3 separate regions of the Mus musculus genome follow, and all the other regions are linked to region 1. A link is a contact called in public Hi-C and promoter capture Hi-C data. All regions are on one chromosome and are shown on one strand. Each heading gives the region's core, a stretch centred on a gene start, on an enhancer-like site or on the middle of the called end of the contact. The rest is flanking DNA. Distances are from core to core; before and after follow the strand shown.

Region 1 (3,933 bases), core at 1,054-3,553:
CCTTTGAGGCGATTTTTCTAACACTTCACCAGTCAGTTGTCATAGGCAGGGTGTTATGTGGTGCCTTTCTTTAAACAAAAAGGAATATCACGTTCAGTTGCAGTGAAGTTACTTAGTACATAGGTTTATCTTTCAGGAGTCTGTATCCCTTTCTTTGTTTTCCCAGACTTCAACTCTTCCCTCTTGGGAACCTTAGACTTTCACAGTCTGCCAGGCAAACATGATAGAACATACTAAGAGTTACAGGTTAAAACTCAAAGCAAAAGAACTAAGTTAGATGAACACAAATATCTCTCCACACAGATAAAAAGAAAAGCATGGTGTGGACCATGAGACACTGCAGGAGTCAGCTCTTTGCTGGGTATTTGTTTCATGATCCTGGAAGCAAAGTGGAGTAAATATAGAAAACAATACAGATCTTTTTTCAAGGATTAAGTACATCCCCGTTCATTTTAGGCTGTCGTCATCATTGAATAAACTTTTGACATACAGAATATTACAGAGGCACATATGACAATACAAGCAGACCATATGAATGTTCACTCTGGTCTCTTTTGGGGAGCTGAGGGGTCCTGGAGACCCAACCCAGGCCCTGGAGCATGTCAGGCAAATGCTCTACTGCTGAGCCACACCGGAAGCCTGGGCCTGTTTTTCTGCTGAGTATAACTTAGAAGGGATTTGAGCCATTGGAAAAAGTGCTAACACATTTGATACAAAACTGCCTGACTGGAGGCAACCTAACCCTGTTTGTTTGTTCTCTCTCTCTCTCTCTCTCTCTCTCTCTCTCTCTCTCTCTCTCTCTCTCTCTCTCTCTCTCTGTGTGTGTGTGTGTGTGTGTGTGTGTGTGTGTGTGTGTGAAAAAAGCTGAGCCAGCATCCACTCAATCTATTTAACATACACGTGTGCCGTGTGCCTTCTTGTGTGTGTTAGAGGGAGGCGGGGCAGAAACTGTGACCTTTCTGATCAGTCTGATGAGGCAGTATTCACATCCAATTTATGAAACATAATTATATATGATATAGAATCTGAAACTAGAATCACCTGTGGTGACTAACCTTCTGGGGGAAAAAAAAGGTAGTGTTGCAACTTTTAAAGGGAAATATCAAACAATTGCAAAACTAGACAGAGAAAGGACTTGCATTCCTAAAATCCCTCTTTGACTGTCAATCTCTCATAGCCCAGTGTGCTCCAGACCCCCAAAATGAAACAAATCCTCAGTTTACATTTTAACTTCAGTCAGTTATTCTAAAAGATCAGTTTTTTAAGTAATCTAATTATGGAGCCAGCCAAAATGGCACAGGGGCTAAGGACTCTTGCCAGAAGTCAGAATACCTGAGATGCAACTACTGACACACGAGGAGACTATTCCTGAAAGCTGTCCTCTTTTACGTGTGTGCACACAGGAAGACAGAACACAGACAGACACACAGAGAGAAATGTTTTAAAATGGTAAAATGTAATTATGATACCCTTTCAAAAACTAAAAATATTTCCTCAAAATCCAGAACATTCCAAAACCAGGGCACAGTCAAGTTCCACAAGTTTTGCTGTTAGGGCTCTCATTTTACTTGGCATTCTCATAGGAGGTAACCTGTTAACTTAAAAACTTGACTCACAAGGAAATGCTAGGTATAGGTCATGCCAATATGTGCTAGCATACATTCATAAATATAAAGCACCACTTTTCGCGTGTCCTCTGTCACTGTGGGCATGATCTACCTCTGGGATCTAAGGAACAACGCCCTAATCAGATCATTTGCACAAGTTGGAGACGAAGGGGAACAGGGACATGGTGGAGGGTTGCCACCGTTTGGCCACCACCGCAGAAGGAGAGAAGTTGCTTAAGCCTCGCTCCCCAGGGCGGGTCCCCGAGCCAGCCGCCCCGCTCCAGTACCAACCGCCCTTGCAGAGCAGCAGTGACCCGGTGCGCCCGGGCAGGGTTCAACCGCCCTGCAAGTGCCCGCAAGTGCCGGGAAGTCCGCGAGGAACGCCACACACCCACCTCACCTCTCTGCCTGCTGCAGAAGGCTGGGAGCCGCCCCGGGGGAACCGGGCGCCCGTGGGACACTGCCCTCGTCCGCCACAGACGTCGGCGGTGGCTTCCCGCTCCGCACCGCAGCGTCACCCCGAGTCCTAGGAAGGGAAGCCTCGTCGCGACGCGACCGGCCAGTGGCCTCCACGAGTCGTGCGCTCACCTCAGCTGGCACTCCTCAGTCCCTGGCGTAGCGTGAGTAGCCAAAAGCCACCAACCTCCGTAACTGCCTGAGCGGCAGGTCCGCGCGTCGCTCACCTCCGCTCGCCCCGCCCACCCACGCCCCGCCCGCCCCAGGTGAGTCCCCTCGAGGGGCGGGGCCACGCGAGGCTCACCTCCGCTCGCCCCGCCCCGCCTCCTGTCTTTGGTTACTGCGGGAGTAATCCGGATGCTCTTCTTTTCTTTCAGTAGTCAGGCCCAGACTGCTCAGGGTAAGGTGCGTGACTCCACACTGTGGTCTTCCATCTAGCTCATACTGGAAAAAACAGCTTGCATGCGGGCACTTCCGAGTTGACAGTGCGTAGGACGCCCCCTGCGGGTTGGGCGACAAGAGGCGACCGAGTTGACCGACTGAGTAGGCAGAAGATTGCAGGAGTTGCAGGGTGAGGGGAAACTCTTTCCTAGTGTGTCAGGCTTTGAGGATCTAATCCCAGTTTGAAATGCTCCTAACTGCCGTTGTGTCACCCACCACCTCTTGCTCTGTAGCTAGTTTCTCAAGTTTACCTTTCAGTCTGCAGACGAATATGCTCCCAAGACCACAAGACTTGAGCCACTAAGCAGTTACCTTAGTGCACTATAAATTCTGATTTTTCAAAATTAAAGTCTGCGATAACATATATTGCATTTCTTTCTTTGCCGGCCTGTATTAACTCAGCAAATATTTGTTGAGAGCCTATGGCCTGTTAGTTATTTAAACATTTAGCACATGGCAAGCTTGCTTGTTTCCCACTGCTCTCTAAGGGGATCCATGAGTGGAATTGTAGTCTAGGCCTTTCCACCTCCCGCTGGGGCTGAACTGACCTTGCCAGGAACTCAGAAATGGCCTGACAGGGCAGTAAAGGTACCCTGGCTGTTAAATATGGGCTGTAAGGGGAACTGGGGTGTGCCCATCTCCCAGCTCAGAGGAAACATCCTGGAAGAAAGGAGAAATGATGAAATCCAGTGAGGTTGTGAGGTGCTTCAGCCCAGAGCTCCCCAGGGGCAGAGATGGAAGATTGCCAGAAATGGCTGGGGGAATCCCTTTTGTGGAGAAGGAGGGAAGGAACAATAGTAGGTATGCAGTTAGTTCATGGGTCTAAAAAAAACAGCAGCCACCATCTCTGGAGTGTGAACATCAAACAGAGCCAGCCATACATCTCTCTAAACTAACTAACTGTACAACAACCTTGCCTGCTAGGCTTGACAGAGCAGGCAGTGCCATCCTTCGGTGGAGTGGTGCCTTGCTAGAAGAGGGCTGGAGCGGTAGCTCCTAGGAGCCAGCCTACACTCTCCCAGTGCCTTTCTCAATGGTCCAGGAGGCTGAGCCCACTCTCTTCTTCCATCCCCAAATGTATTATTAATAGCTGTCCCGAGACCTTTCCCATCTAGAGGTGTTGGGACGACTACATACCAGATTCCAGGAGGCTCCTGTCTGGAGAGCTGTTGGCGAGATTTTGGCAGACCCATTGCGTCTCAGTTTCTCCTCTTCTGTAATAATGGAACTGAAGGTGAGCCCAAGGCCTCTTCTGTCTCCCTTTTGACAGAATTCATTCAGAAAAGTGCTATGATGGCTAACCTGCCCTCCAACTTGATTGGTTTGGAGTCACCATGGAAACACACTTCTGGATGTATCTGGGAGGCCATTTCCTGAGAAGTTCATGTAGGTGAGAAACCCATCTTGAATGTCGGCAGCACCGTCCTTG
Region 2 (3,933 bases), core at 1,053-3,552, 210 kb after region 1:
ACGTGCAGCGAGGAGATGACCAGCGGGTTGCCGCTCAGGTCCAGCGACTCCAGGCTGCTCAGCGCCCCCAGCTCCGGGCACAGATCTTGCAGGCTGTTGTTATGCAGGTAGAGAACCTTGGTGTTCTGTAACTGCTGAATGCCCTGGGGAATTTCTGCAATCTGGTTATTCTCCAGATGCACTTCTTCTAATTCTTTTAATGCCAAAATCTCTGACGGGATGGTCTTCAACCCCTGGTTGGAACCATCAATGAAAAATGTTCTATCAGTGAGCTGGTGGGGTTCTTTTTTCTGAAGAACCTTGGGTAAATGTTCTTGTCTCAGTAGTTCCTTGGTCAGGGTTTTGAAGGTGTCAATTATGTCAAATCTGAAATACCGTGAAAGGGGGGATTGGGAGGTGGGGGGAGGGGAGCGCAAAGGTTAAATGACTGAAATTATTCTGCAACATAAAATTTAGATTTTTTTTTTTCTAAAAAAAATCATGTCAGGCTGAGAGTTAAAGGGTAAGCAACTCTTTCTAGGAAGTTTGTGCACATGTGTTAACACACAGATGGCCTCATTTCAGCTTCAAAAACTTGCTTGATTAGAGGCTTAAAAATGCCTTTAAAAATACTTTAAAAGCACTTATTGCTCTTGCATAGGAACCCAGTTGGGGACCCCAACACCCAAATCTGGAGGCTCACAACTGCCTGTAACTCTGGCTCCAGGAGGATCCCATGCCTTCACCTGTCCTCGGGAGCTCCTGGACTCCCAGCCAGCTCACCCCCAAAATTGCATAATTGTTTTTTCACAGATGAGCATACATAGTGTTGTACACCTTGTTCCCAACACTGGAGAGGCAAAGACAAGTAGGTCTTTGTGAGTTCGAGACCAACCTGGTCTACACAGTGAGTTCCAGGACAGCCTGAGATACACAGTGAGACCCCCGTCTTATAAACAATAGAAAAACAAAAACAAATAACTTTTTAAGATGCTTATTTTGATTTAGTTTCAGATGAGTTCTAGAAGGTTCCAAAAGGTCATAGCTCTTGCCATCACCCCCAGAAGACATTGAGAAAAATTATATCATACATAATATATATTATATATAAAGTTATCAGAGATGAAAATTAATGATCAGCAACCACTTTTCTCTATGTATATAAAAGACCGGTGGAAGGTCATGTCTGGTGAGGCTGGGTAGGCAGAGAAGCCAGCCTTCCATAGGCAAACAAAAAGCTAACTGAACAAACCAACCATGCCTGGGACAGGAGAACCCAACCAAAGAGAACAATTTTTAATAGTTCCGTGGTTGTCAAGAGGGGCAACTCCTCTAGTCTGGAGTACTCGCAAGTGCAGGGTGAGTTTTCCCACCAGCCAGGGTTCCATTAGATATTTGATCGATAAGAGCCCTTTGGGGATGGTGCAGGTAGGACTAAGAAGAATCCTGGTCTCAGTCAGTTGCTGTACTGCTTGCTCCAGAGGCAGAGCACACCCCACTCCACCCCTCCCCTGCCCCTTCCCCCTCCCCTTTCCCCCTCCCACCCCACTGGTACAGCATCTCCAACCTTTCCTTTCTTCTACCTTCTTAATTCAAAAGAATCTGAGACAGAAAGGGGCAGAGGCTAACTTAGGGACTTTCCTGGAAACTCAAGGGGTAAATGCACATATTTCTGCACTTTAGCATGCTACCTGTGGAGAAAGGACCTTGAAACTCAATTCCTGTACCCACCCAGAACTTCGGCCTTGCCCGGGCTTTCCTGGTAGTAGAGGCAGAGGGATGGAAATTGCCTATGTGGCAAGGACTTACATATTTAGTTATTCACTTTTAACTTATCACCTCTCCTAGATTTCTGTGACTATTTCAGACCCCACTTCCAGACTAGATTCATCATCGGTGGGTCTACAACCGAGCATCCAAGGGTCCCGAACATCCTGCCCCATTCCTTCACAGCCTTACTACAAAGAAGATGCGAAGACTCCACATGGATACGACCTTGCCTGCCTCCATACTCTTGAGTACTGACTGTACCTGTGCATCTGCAGCTTGGCACTGGGATAGGCCATCTCAGATTAGTCTGGAAGTCGCCTTCTCAAGGAAACTCTTCCAGGGGGCTCTACCCCTTCAAAAAAAAAATCCTTTAAACTACTACACACTTGGAGGTTCTACCATTAGATTCCGAGCTTAGCCCTTCGGAAAAGGTGAGACAGGCTGGGTCACCAGGGTTTGTAGTCCTAGTCCCTAGCCCAGCAGATGAGGCTCCTAAACCCTCGAAGCTCCACCATCAGAATGTGTAACCTAGAGCGGATAGGCTTAAAGTGATGATCACTGCCTCCCACTTCAGGCCTCGAGGTTATAGAGTACCCCGCCCTCTTAACGGTGGCCCCGCCTCTTCCCTCTTTCTCCAAAAGGAAGCTTCTGTGGTTGCCATGGGAGCGACTCTGGTTACTGGACTCGTAGTGGGCCGAGCCCTGTGAGGACTGAGCAGGGGCAGACTGTTGAAAAAGCTCAGCCACGGCGGCCTTCCTCTTTAGAGGTCGAGGTCCGCAAAGCGAGCTGGGTAAGGGGCACCGGGCTCTAGGCGAAGGAAAGGGCAGCGGATCCCGCCTGCAGAAGCCCCAGGTATGGAGGCGCCCTTGACCAACGCTGGTCCCCTGTCTTCGTGAGGAGAGTGGCTTTGCTCTGGCCTCCCTCCTGCTTTTTGAGGAGGGTCTGGGGGAGGTATGCCGCGGGGAGGGGAGGCTCTGCGCCCCTGAATTTGTGGAAGTTACGGGAAAATACCTCAGATAAGCAAGAAGCTCCTCAGAGTTTTTCTGAGTTCCCACTTCTAGACTACCCACAGTTTCTTTTAATCACTTTATCTTATTTTTTTTTAAATATCATATAGAAGAAGGGATTTCATTGTGACATTTCCATTCATATATATAATTCCATGTGCACTTTGAGTGCATCCATGAATTTAACGAATTAAACATAAGACTGGGGATATATTCAGGAGTTGTTGGGCAGTTGTGAGAAACCAGAGTTCCTGCCACTACTTTTAGACTATTGTTTTAAAGTGTGTGTTGTGGGGGCCGGAGAGACTGCCCAGAGAGACATTAATAAGGGAAATAAGATGATAAAGGAGGGAACACCGACACTGCTAGTTTGACCTGGAGCCTGATGGAAGAGGAGGACGGGGCTGCGGAAAGACTGTATGCTTTTGTCCTCCACCCATGGGTGTGACTGCTGCCTTCTCAGTCACGGGGCCTCTGAAGAAAACAGCGTGGAGAGACTCAAGTCCTGCCTTTGCTTTTGACCCCTAGAAGGGCAGACACCATTAGTGCTGGTGTTCCACCCCCAAGAAGTTAGTAGCCTGAGGCAGGAAGGGCGCCAGTAGAAAGGCGCCCAGCTCTGGCTTTTGTTTAGAAACCACAGGAGCATCTGTTTCCAGGATGCTAATACTGCACTTAGTTGATGTTCCTTCCCTAAGTGCCACAGACATCTCAGAATGGGGCATTCAGGTCCCATCCCCCCTTCCGAAGCTCAGCAGAACCTAAATATTATAAATATCCTAAGTCCTGGTGTATCTCTCTCACACACATACAAACACAAATAAACTTAAAATAACTATTTTAAAAATTATAAGAAAAGTTCATTTCCTTTCAGCTTAAATATAGCAGATCTTAGGTCTTGGTCTGCAGCTTTGAGTGGTAAACTCTTAGAGTGTAGATGGCCACTCAGCAGTGGATGCTTTTAAAATATAGAAATTTAGAGAAGCAGCTGGCATCTAAGAAGCCAGGCTACTTAAAGTGTGAGGTGGCAGAGTGTATTCTGAAATACATGTACACAGAAAGTAGAATAATCAAGCCAGTAGCATGAGTGTTTTACAAGAGTAAGAACATGGCTTCCATTATGGAGGACCCAGAGTTCACAAGAAATGTCTTTAAAGTAATATTGGAGCCAGGTGTGCTA
Region 3 (3,933 bases), core at 535-3,034, 130 kb after region 1:
GTTTGTTTGTTTGTTTGTTTCTTGCTGAAAACTCTACTTTTCTTATGGATAATTTCAAACACATACTAAAGGAAACAAATTACAGCCATGAAGTGGAATGTAAAAAAATTATGTTGCTACACCAATCACAAACCCAGGTACACTCTTGTCTCTTTTATAAATCTGCCTTTGTCTCCTGACACCATGGATTATATAGAAGCAAATGCCAGTCAAAATAGCATTTCATGCAGATATTTTAGAATGAGTGTCTTATAAGTGTGATATTCATATACAAAAAGCCCCACACTATCATAAAACCATGCCAATCTAAAGTCCTCTCAACACCTCGTCAGCTTCAAATCACCCTGCTTCTCAGATTTTATTTTGTTTTACTTTTTTAAACTTATTTTTTATTAGGTATTTTCTTCATTTACATTTCAAAGCTATCCCAAAAGTCCCCCATACCCCACTCCCCACTCCCCTATCCACCCACTCCCACTTCTTGGCCCTGGCATTCCCCTGTACTGGGGCATATAAAGTTTGCAAGACCAAGGGGCCTCTCTTCCCAATGATGGACAACTAAGCCATCTTCTGATACATATGCAGCTAGAGACACTTTGTTTTACTTTTAAAGACTTATTTGTATTTATGTGTGTGTATGGCTTTGTGAATATACACAGCCATTTGCAGGGGAGAGGGTGTCAGGCGCTGCCAGAGGAGGGCGCTGTATCCTCAGAGTTGGAGTTAACAGGTGCTCGTGACCCCAGTGTGGATGCTGGGAGCTAAACTTAAGTCCCTTGCAAGAGCAGCCTATCGCTCCTAACCACTGAGCCGTCTCTCCAGCTCCTCGTATTGTTTTTAATAAAACTGGTTTGTTTGGATGAGGATCCCACAAAAATGTCTGTGATTTACCGTTGGTGTATGTTTCTTGAGTTTCTTTTAAACCCTTGTGTTTTGTTTTTTTCCTTTTCTCTTTCTTCCTCTTTTTCCTTGAAATGCAGTTAAAGCAGGTCATCTTTCCAACGAGTCTTCTGAAGTCCGATTTTACTTGTGGTAGCCCCGTGATGTTCTGAACACATGCCTCAGGCCCTTACATTTTCCCCAGACCTAGCTAATAGATTTCCGTGCTTGATCTGATTAGTTTGGATCTTACTTCATTTGAGAGACCGATATTTCAGGCTTCAGTACCCATGTCTGTGGGGAAAGAGAAACCGCTCTGGTATTCATAGCTGTCCGCATCCCCTTCTGCTGCTAACCTCTGTAAATAGCATATGTCTGGCTCTGGCTAACGCCAGAGGAGCTGGCCTTGAGTAGATGGCTTAAGGGTTAAGAGGTCCTGAGTTCAATTTCCAGCAACCACATGGTGGCTCATAGCCATTTGTAAAGGGATCTGATGCCCTCTTCTGGTGTGTCTGACGACAGCTACAGTGTACTCATGTACCTAAAATAAATAATTCTTTAAAAATTAAAAAGACAATCTCATGAACGTAGATACACTGTAAGCTTGTGCAATCCATATATGCTCTTAACCCTTAACCCTCTTTCTGGTCTCAGTCCCAGGCCACACTTTAAACAGTTGGACAGAGACAGGAGACTGCAAGTCTGGCCACTTGGGCTGATGGGAGATGGACACAGAAAGGGTATTGACAGAATTATCTCTGAAACACCAGAGGCGTTTTCCGAGTAGTTTTCACTGGCTCCTTCTGACTTAATGGCCATTGGGGAGTTAAAGGTGACTGTGACCCTGAGGAGCCTTTCTTGGGCTACTGCTTAGAGTCATGCTCTTTGATATGGAGATGGCCCTGATGGCTGGCTGTAAGTCAGGGCTGTCTCTTTTTGTTAAGGGAATGGAGCCTCATCATAGGTCAGTCTAGGAGAACAAACATTAGAGGAACTTTCTCGTTAACCCTAAACTTCAATGATATTACAGAATTGTCTTTTTTATACAGATTTCTAAAGCGCCTGGGCAATGCAACGCGGTCTCCAGTCCTGTTGGAGGCAGGACTCCTTTAGCCGCATTCTCCTTTGCGTAACTCTCTTAAGTAGACCCTTCATAGCATCAACTTTACTGCCTTAGGCTTCTATATCACCCATTCTTCTAGAGGCGGTGTGATTTAAAGGAGCTGGGTGTGTCATCCACCCATCACAAAGCCAGAGCGAGGGACATCCTGCTGAGGCCACAGCTCATCAGACCCAGTTACTTCTCAGACCACCCCCTCTCCTTCCCCACCCCTGTCTTCCAGTACCATCAGCACATATATTTGATGATTGTATTCCCAGTACCAGATACTCAGCCAATCTCAGCACAGCACACAGAAAAGTCTCATTTTCATATTAAAGAGTTGGTTCACTGATGACAAATTGATTTATTGTCAAAATTTCATTATACATTCATGTATTTTTATCTGATAGCGTTTAATTAGTCTTTGGCCATTTGAAGCTGTTTCAAATTGGGTTTTTCCCAAAGAAGCTCTTTAAAGTTCTTTTGTGGAGAAGGACACTAGATGGTCAGCTCATAGACCAGTAGGATACAAATGTTTAATTAAAAAAATTCCTAAAAGAAAACATTTTTCTTTTTGGACTGAGAATACAGATGAGTTGCAGAGAGTTCTTGCCTAGCATGTTTGAGGCCCTAAGTTCAATTCCCAACACTGTGAACTATGCATGCACATTTCACACACACACATACACACACACACACACACACACACACACACACACACATTTGAAGAATGAATCTCTTCATTATATCTACATGAATACATTTATATATTCATAAATCACAGTCTACCCTGTGACTTACTATGTTATGCACATTCTGAACTATCCCGAAAGATTTTAAGTTATGAGGTCAAGATTAAATCATGTTTTAAAAATAGCCGTTTCTTCTGAGGACACTGGGGCCTTCGCTCTCCCTCCGCAGTAGTGCAGAAAGAAAAATCTCGGCCATGGGGGGCAGCTCCACCCACCTTTGCCTGGTGAGAGGCCAGTTGTCATAAAAGGGACCAGACTGCCAGCCTCCTCTGGAGCCTGGAGCTCTCAGCTGTCTCTCCTGCCAAGAGACAGCTGAGATCCCTAAAGCATCCTGGCCCCCTACCAGCCTCTATAAACATCCGGCAACTTAGTGAGCAGGCCTGATATGAATTGCTGCTCTAAGGCCCCCTGTGGCTGGCTTCACATGTGTGGGACCAGAATATTGCCTCTCTCTGAGAAGGAAACATTTGAAATTGGACAAGTTTGACCTCTTTAAAATGAATTAAGACAGAAAGTCACCAAGAGAAGACAATTCTTCTTTCTATGTTGGTGACTGATGCTGAGGAAGAAACGAATGGGGTCAGCAAGATGGCTCAGTAAGCTAAAGCACTTGTCACCAAGCCTTCCTGGCCTGAGTTCAATTCCCAGGTCTCACATGATGAAAGGAGAGAGCTGACTCCTGCAAGTTGCCCTCTGACCTCCATACGTGAGCACCCCACCCCCCACCCCCGTGCACACACACACACACACTCTGCACAAATAAGATGAACAAAGTTCAGAGGATGACAAAGGAAGGGTCTGTGTAAGAAATCTGGTTGAGGAAAAATGTCCAGATACCACAAGATTTAGTTCCACAGAGGTAGCATATTCTTCTATGCACGTCTGTGTTCATCAATTTAGACCATCATGGAAGAGGGTGGAGGGATGACTTAAGAGCACTGGCTGTTCTTCAAGAGGACTTGGGTTGCATTCCCATCAACCATGCGGTAGTTTTGTAATTACCATTTGCAACTCCAGTCCCAGGGGATTCAATGCCCTCTTCTGGCCTCTGTGGGCCCTACATGCATGTGGCACACCAACATAATGCAGGCAGAACTCCCATCCATGTAAAATAAAAATGAAGGAAAAGAATGAGTAAAAGTGAGAGAAAATGTTAAATTGTTGTAATATCCATCTAAACTGGAACTGTTCAAAGACTCT

Evidence for each region. A called contact is a pair of places that touch in the nucleus more often than the background predicts. Capture Hi-C pulls out chosen DNA fragments and counts their contacts.
Region 2: a promoter capture Hi-C map of pancreatic islet shows a contact between it and region 1. The contact joins the promoter of Lrriq4 here to the promoter of Gpr160 in region 1. A contact is called at or near these places in 5 of 39 promoter capture datasets (cranial neural crest, embryonic stem cells, hematopoietic stem and progenitor cells and 2 more), 3 of 484 Hi-C or Micro-C datasets (LSK cells, embryonic stem cells and rod photoreceptor), 2 of 115 datasets of contacts at active chromatin or transcription factors (embryonic stem cells and microglia) and 2 of 9 other capture datasets (adipose tissue and pancreatic islet).
Region 3: a Hi-C map of embryonic stem cells shows a contact between it and region 1, with 2.6 times the contacts expected there. The contact joins the enhancer-like site here to the promoter of Gpr160 in region 1. A contact is called at or near these places in 3 of 39 promoter capture datasets (fetal liver and liver), 3 of 484 Hi-C or Micro-C datasets (embryonic stem cells and liver) and 2 of 115 datasets of contacts at active chromatin or transcription factors (embryonic stem cells and kidney).

The regions. Positions count from the first base shown.
Region 1 is chr3:30,854,320-30,858,252 of GRCm38.p6, reverse strand. It overlaps Gpr160 (G protein-coupled receptor 160), which reads right to left and starts at 2,303. Exons shown (of 4, transcript NM_001134385.2): 1 at 2,008-2,303. It overlaps Gm42199 (a long non-coding RNA gene), which reads left to right and starts at 2,444. Exons shown (of 3, transcript XR_880730.3): 1 at 2,444-2,634; 2 at 3,775-3,933.
Region 2 is chr3:30,646,338-30,650,270 of GRCm38.p6, reverse strand. Lrriq4 (leucine-rich repeats and IQ motif containing 4) reads right to left here and starts at 2,302. Exons shown (of 6, transcript NM_001290510.2): 1 at 2,011-2,302; 2 at 1-366. The coding sequence starts at 2,045. It overlaps Lrrc34 (leucine rich repeat containing 34), which reads left to right and starts at 2,453. Exons shown (of 11, transcript NM_027941.1): 1 at 2,453-2,601.
Region 3 is chr3:30,722,487-30,726,419 of GRCm38.p6, reverse strand. No RefSeq gene overlaps it. Among named protein-coding and RNA genes, the nearest start is that of Samd7, 22 kb to the left of the region's middle. Within about 2 kb of position 1,784, at least 15 of the 459 cell types and tissues checked have an H3K27ac peak or open chromatin away from gene starts, as enhancers often do. A contact at or near this core is called in embryonic stem cells, where this site is marked.